Regions from separate parts of the Rattus norvegicus genome. Here region 2 is linked to region 1. The links are chromatin contacts, called in public Hi-C maps. All regions are on one chromosome and are shown on one strand. Each heading gives the region's core, a stretch centred on a gene start, on an enhancer-like site or on the middle of the called end of the contact. The rest is flanking DNA. Distances are from core to core; before and after follow the strand shown.

Region 1 (3,596 bases), core at 419-2,918:
CTCCCATTCCCTGACCTTGGACTTTCCAAGTCACCCTCTGAAATGCTCCATATCCTCACAGCAGCTCTGAAACATCTCCCATCTCTCATGCTTACTCTGCTGGACTCACTGTTGATCTAGCCTGTATGGCATTCCTTGTCTAGAAGCTTCTAAGCCACAGTATCATCCAACCGCAGCGGAGATCTCCATCCTCCACATTTTCTCTGCTTTGTTTCTGATCAGTTACCAAATATCCATAAAATAGTTCAGCTTGGAGACTCTTTACACCTGCCTTCTACTCCAACATAGTTAACATGCTTTTGTATATGTGTATATGCATGTGCACATGCATATACATATACTCTTGGATGTGCAGGCATATATTCACATACGTGTATGTGTTGTGTGGAACCAGAAGACCACTTCAAATGTTGTCCCTCTGAAACCATCTACCTTGTTCATTCATTTTTTTATCTCTCCCTCTATGTCCTGCTCCCCATCTCCAGAGTCTTCCATTGACCTGGCCCTTGCCAAGTAGGTCAGGCTGACTGCCAGCAACCCACAGGGAGCTACTTGTCTCTACTTCCCCAGTACTGGGATTATAAGCCTTTGTCACCACGCCTGGCTTTATGTTACCTGTGTCGTAGGGTTCAAGCTTAGCGCCTTCTCTTTTAAAAGGGAACTCTTTACCGACGGAGCCATTCCTTTAGCCCCTCAGCTAAGATGCTTTAACACGAAGAACAGTTTTTACTCGAAGACATCTCTAGGGTTGAGTGTGGAAATAAAAACTTTTGAGTGCATTAAACAATGAGCTTGGTCAATTCCACCATATTTCAAATGTTGGCATACTCAGAACTCACGTGAGGGCTTTTTGCAAATGCAAAATTCTTACTCAGTAGGTCTGGAGTGACGCATGAGATAGAGCTCCGAAGTACTCTGGGTACTTGAGCCATATAGTAGTCTAGACTAGACCTAAGTGTGGCTTGCAAAGCATTGGTTAATGGTCTGTGTAGGGCAGACGTCAGAGCGAACACTTGGAAATGTGCACACCGCTTCCATGTGGTTCCGTATCAGGGAGTGTGCCCAATGAATTTGCATGCTGTCCTTTTCTGTATTATTTTCCCTAGTTAACTTTTCTGGTATTTGACAAAAGTATCCTACGAAAGACTGGACATTATCACTGAATGGCTCTCTACTACAGATAGTTTGGGAGAAGCATCGAGTTAGAGAATGCCTCTGAAACTTTCAGATGTTCTGAGCTCCTGCACAAAAGTACCCTGTCTTGGGCAACATATCCTGGAGATGGTAATCCCTGCTAAGGATTTCCAGCAAGGTTTTTGGCATCATCCCATCTCCCCCTGTTTTCCACACTCAGTTCAGTGTTTTCTTTTCTGAGGCAGAATTCCAGTGATCTCAGACAAAGGTTAAGCTTATCAGAAGGGCTGTGCCAGGAAATGCCAGGAGAGTGGGTGCTGGGGCGCCTGAGTGCACAGCCCTGAGGTACCATCCCAACCCTGGGCAGCTTACTCTCTCCCTTCCCAGCAGGCTCTCCTTCTACTGTGGCAACCATCTGCCCCACTTCTGAGAGAGAGAAAAAAACAGGCTGAAAAGCAGGCCTGGAGAAGGCTTCCTGCCCCACTGGCTAGAAGGGAGGGCTGGGTTAATGAAGCCAAGTGCAGTTATGAGGGGAACTGGGCCAGCTGGAGCTCTCCCAGGCTTGACCTGCCGTCCTTTGGCAGGACCCGGGCTGCTGGGGGAGTGGCTAGAGACAAAAACATAGTCTGGTTTTCTCCCTGCAGAGGAGGTCTTTGTTGCACTTGGACTTCTGTGGACTGTCAGGCATACTGGCCAGCCCTGGTGGGACGACCCTGGGGAGTGAGGACTGGCTGGTCTTCTTTTAAATTTGCCTTCTTCCTCACATTCCCCAGCCTCCGTTTCTGGTCCTGTGCAGAGCAGTCGATAGACCCTTCTAACAATATTCTTTTTTTAGTCAGTCAGTAGTCAGTCAGTCAGTCAGTCAGTCAGTCAGTCAGTTGTTCAGTCATTCAGGCTTTTGGTTTGTTTGCTGGCCTTAAACTCACAATCTTCTCTCCATCTTCCCAGTGCTGAGACTACTGTTGTACACCACCTTGCCCAGCTTTCAGCGTCTGTTAATAGACTGGCTTCTTTTTGCCTTTCTCTTCTGAGCTTTAGGGAATCCCCTACGTAGAGCTGCTTCATGGACCATCTCACAATCTTTACTAAGTGCTAATTAAAGTACAGTAACTCAGAGAGTAAAGAGATCAGTGTTGAATAACTATGCTCTGAATGATCTCGCATCATTTGCAGATCAGCCACTCCAGCGTTCAAAAAAGATATGATTTTAGTCAGGCCCAGATTTAGTTGAGTGGTTAGATTTTAAAGTGTGCTCATGATTTATTGGATGATTCTACTCTGTTTCATTTCTCAGTCTATGTAATTTGTGAGTGAGGTGTCATGTTGGTCACAGGAGGACATGTCATTAAGAAACTGTGTGTATGTGTGTGTGTGCACACACACGTGTGCGAACATTCACATCTGTATATATGCATGCTTTCTCTCTTTTACATAAAAAGAGATTCTAGATATGGTGGTGCTTCTAGTGTTTTCTGCCAGTGAAGAAGATGAACCATTGCAACCTGAGGTTACAACCAGACAAAAAGGAAAGGTGATTGGACTGACTTTGGGGCATGTGCTCTGCTGTACTCAGTAAGAACACGTTTACATGTAAGATTGGCTTCATCGTGCGTGTCTGCCCTCCCAGCCTTAGAGGTAGTTATGAGCCTCCTGTTCCCTCTGATTATTTATGACTCAGGTCACTACCGAGCTTACTATGCCAGTTCCTGGGGCTGGGTCTGATGCACAGACCCAGGATCCCATGCTAAGCTCTTTGACTGACCCAGGATTTGGCCCATGGCAGTGGCCTCATTAACCAGGGAGTCTCTCAACATTTTGTGAAGGTGAACTTCAGCGTGCACATTTCCTGAAAAGGGAAAGCAAGGAAAGTAGGGGGTTTGGGGACATTTCTGTGTGCCATGGCCCAAGCCTGCTAAGATACTTGAAGGCATGACCTTGTTTTTACTGATATTCACCTCCCTTTGCCCTTCCCCTCAGAGGCAGGCAGCCCCAGGTTCCACTGACCAACAGTTTCTCTGTGGATCTGTCTCCAGCTGTTAGTGCAGAACTTCAAAGCTTCGTGTACTTAGAGTGGCATCGACCTTGAATGTTGAAAACTGGAAAACACAAGCCAGCATTGTCCTCAGCATGGTCCAGGCTTGCATCACAGTTCATGCTGTGCTATCTGAGTCCTGGGGACAGGGAGAAGGAGTCTGTTATTGTCTCTCTGCTTCATATGGTTAAGTAACTGGTCTATGATCCCTGCCCTAGGCACCCTGTGGGCCTCCTAGACACTGGAGTGTAGGCACAGTCAACTTTTCTGGTGTTTCCACTTAACGAAACTAGATGAGTCCCTCACTGGAATACAGGCATCTCTCGGACTTGGCTCACTGCTTTCCTTTGAGATGGAGAGATCTGATCAATTACAGCTTCCATGGCCAGTGTCTCAGTCAGGGTTCCTATCCCTGCACAAACATCATGAT
Region 2 (3,596 bases), core at 674-3,173, 190 kb before region 1:
TCTCACTTCCTTCCTCTCCCTTTGAGCATTTTTACAGAAGTCCCCTACAGCTGACAATTGGGTTCGAACAGATCTCCTGTACGCTTTAGTGAAGCGTAGTATTTAAGTAGCCTGTTGGGATTTTCTGTAGGACTTTCCAGGCTTTCGCTTCTAGGGTGAGCCTGCTATGATGGTGCCATGTGCTGGTTTCAGAGGACACTCTTATGAGAGAGTTTAGGCCCAGGTGAGGCAAGTCTTGCGGAGACCTTTGGGGACCACTTCCTTTGATTTTGCATGTGGAGTGTCTCTGAGGCATCATGTTAGACAGACACTTGGCTCCAGGGCTCCCTTAGTTCTGGAAGGAAGTCAAAGCAGCAGCAACATGGAATTAATGTTATGTGTTTCTCTAACTTGATATTGTGTGCTTTATCTCAGGTCTGGGATCCAGTGTTTCAGAGACGAGTGGAGCCAGATCAATGTATTAAAGGGAGCTAATGAGATAACCCTTGCTGTTTTCTGGGCCACACAATGCTCGGCGAACAACCAGAGCCTACACCAGGGCTCCATGCTGTCTCCTGGAACACCCTTTAACTAGAGAAATGTCTGGCTTCTTCATGCTTACACTTGATTCATTGCCTCCTTCTGGTGAGAGCACTTTCAACAAGGTCCTGGGTGGGTAAGTCGAACCCGACCCACGTGTGCTACCTGCCCCGGGGCTTGTCTACCTTGTCATCTCATAGCTCCCTTCAGAATCTACCCAGTTTATAACTTTGATTTCTGTGAAAATATAACCCCTATATATAGGAATTTATACCGCAGTTAACACGCTCCTAATAAGCAGGTTCTGAGAGGTTTGGTTGGGAGGGACAGTTATTCACAGGAAGTTACTGAGGTTGAGGAAAGTTAAGTTGAAGAAGTAGCATGGGAGAGTGGGTTAGAAACCCCAAACCATTGTCTTGAAAGGTCTTCCTTTGATGAATGGCTAGTCTTCCTGGACATGGCTGACAGTGCCATTTTCTTGAGCTTAGCATACAAGGTTGGGTGGACAAGTAGGTGTGCATCCTTTGAAAAATTGTTTTATTTTTATTTATTTGTTTTGATGGTTGGCCCATTAATGGGGGGAGGTCTTTGTAGAGATATTCTAAGTAGTTCTGCCTACTTCCTGTCCTCACCTGTACCTTGTATCCTGTCTGCCTGCCAGATGCTGTTTCAACTTAAGCAACTTCAGGATTTCTTCCTTCTGACTTCTGAAAGTACTCTGACGTTAGCAATGTCTGGGTTGTGTTTGGGACATGACCCAGGACCTAGGGCTTCAGAGTTAGAGAAGCAAGGTCAGCTCTGGACAGATCAGGTTACCCAGCAAGCTCTGTGGCATTGGCCATTTATTTCTGTCCCAGGACTAGAAGAAACCTTGGACTTGGGCATCCTCTAGTGCTCTGTGTAGGATTACCTTGGTTGGTGGGGTTGGACGAGGATTCTAGGTTGAGAGTGGATATATGTTTGGTTGGTGTCTGTTAGGAACACACAGAAGTGCCTCTGACCACCTACACCCACATGCCTGTTTGGGAGTATGCTCCAATCCAAGTGCACTTGGTGCCACCATATATGCACCACTCTGCCCTGTGTCTCCATCGCCAGGGTGGTTCGAGAAAGTCATGAAGACCCAGGGCACCCCCTTCTGCAGAAGTCCACGTTGGGGAAACCGGGCAGGCCAGTGGCGGCAGCGTGCGGGGAAGCGCCCCCTGCCCCCTCTGCCGGCCGCTCTACCTGGGTCTAGATGTCAGCCGCGAGCTCCGAGCCAGCTAGCGAGCCAGAGAGGGAGCGGCGGCGGCGGCGGCGGCAGCGGCGGCGGCGGCGGCGGGCCGCGGGCGGCGGGGAGGGGAGGAGGCGAGGAGAGGGAGGGAGGAAGGGAAGCAGGGAGGGCGGGAGGGAGGAGAGGAGGACCCAGAGAGCGCCAGGCAGCTGGAGTTTTGCAGCGCTTGGCCGGGCTTCAATGCACAGCAGCAGCGAGCCGCGGCGGCAGCAGGCAGCCCGGGAGCTCCGGCGGCGGCCGAGCCAGAGGCGGCCCCGCTCCCTGCCCCCTGCAAACTTTGCTAGCAGTCCGCCCGGGGGGCCGGGGACGCGCCTGGGAGGCTCGGCTTGGACCACGGCCGCACTCTTGGCCGCCGCAGCGCTAGCCGCCGCCGTCGCTGCTACCACCGCAGCTCCGCGCCTCCCCAGGGAGCTGCTGGCGGCTTCCGAGGCCCCCCAGCCCCGGCCCCTGGGCACTGCCCGGCTAGTCCCCGGCCAGGGGTGGGAGCAACAGCGGCGCAGTCAGCCCTGGGCTGCCAGGGGGTGGCCGTCACTGCCCAGGGAGACGCGCAGAGGCTCGCAGAGCGCTCCCCGGCGGGTCCCCAACGTACTCGCCGCCGCGCCCGGGCAGCGGCCCGACCCGGCTAGCATGGGCGGCGCGGAGTGACGCCGCCGTGCCCGCTTGGCATCAAGGACATTCAGCCCGCGGGGGTGGGGACGAAGGGGGGCAGCCCCGCGTCGCCGCCGCAGCCCCTGAGAGCCACCGCTGTCGTTGCTTGGGCTCCGGGGCTGGATGGAGGATAGGGGTGCTTGGAATTGATCTACATTTTCTGACCTTTTTGTTGGACATTACGCCCACCTTGGACGCTGCAAGAGGAGCTGTCAAGCCCGGCAGGCTCTGATTTGGCCCCCTCCGTTTTTCTCTGCTGCTCGTGGCTTCCCCGTGCCTTGGTGGAGTATTTGCGTTCGGGGCTGGGGCTGGAGGAGGCAGCCACACGCGCGCACACGCACACGTTCAGAGGAGGGCGAGAGGCAGCGGTACAGGCACCATCTGCAGTGTCAATGCGGCGCTGGGGCTGAAGGAGGGAAACGCCGCGCTTCCAGGTAAGGAGCCGCCGGCCGGGCGCAGGGCCAGCTGGGCAGAGCGGGCGGAGGTGCCGAGTCCGGTCCCGGAGTCCTCATCTGCTCCGAGGCAGCCCACTACACACACACACACACACACACACACACACACACACACACACACACACGCAAAACACAAATCGCGTGCGCGCACACACACATACACACACACATGCACACACTGCGCTCACGCACCTGCCCACGTCCCACCTGGACACCCGCGTAGGTGCATCGCAGTCGGAGCAGGGATTTCCCGTGTTCTTCTCCTTTCCGGACCTAGACTTCTCTTCCCCAGGACTTTCAGGGTGGGATTCAGTTAAATGACTGACTCTCCTATCCAGCCTGGTAGCATGAGGGAGCGATTTTGCTGTTTCTAGTTCCTTTCATTTCCTAACTGGTTTTTATAAGACAGGAGAAGTCATGGGAGGTCTTACGAGACCCGCCCAGTGCAATTGTCCCCTTAGCTTTTTTTGAATACTCGGAGATTTTTTCCCCTTTCTTTCTTTTCTTTTTTTTTTTTTTAAATAGGAGAAAGGCAGAGAGATATTGAAAGGGCAGAGATCTAGAGATCTTGGTGACCGGGCGCCTGGGAGGAGGCCACATAGGCAACTGGGGCTGCAGTTCTGTAGGGCGGCGCATAAGGAACAGACTCTGCGATTCCCCGGTAAAGGCAGCACACACGCCTTTCCGAAGCGTGGCACTGC

The links. A called contact is a pair of places that touch in the nucleus more often than the background predicts.
Region 2: a Hi-C map of Schwann cells shows a contact between it and region 1, with 4 times the contacts expected there. The contact joins the promoter of Plxna4 here to the enhancer-like site in region 1. A contact is called at or near these places in 2 of 12 Hi-C or Micro-C datasets (Schwann cells and frontal cortex).

Annotation. Positions count from the first base shown.
Region 1 is chr4:61,939,898-61,943,493 of GRCr8, reverse strand. All of the region lies in intron 3 of Plxna4 (plexin A4), which reads left to right. Among named protein-coding and RNA genes, the nearest start is that of Plxna4, 190 kb to the left of the region's middle. Within about 2 kb of position 1,668, at least 41 of the 93 cell types and tissues checked have an H3K27ac peak or open chromatin away from gene starts, as enhancers often do. A contact at or near this core is called in Schwann cells, where this site is marked.
Region 2 is chr4:62,127,772-62,131,367 of GRCr8, reverse strand. Plxna4 (plexin A4) reads left to right here and starts at 1,923. Exons shown (of 32, transcript NM_001107852.3): 1 at 1,923-2,874.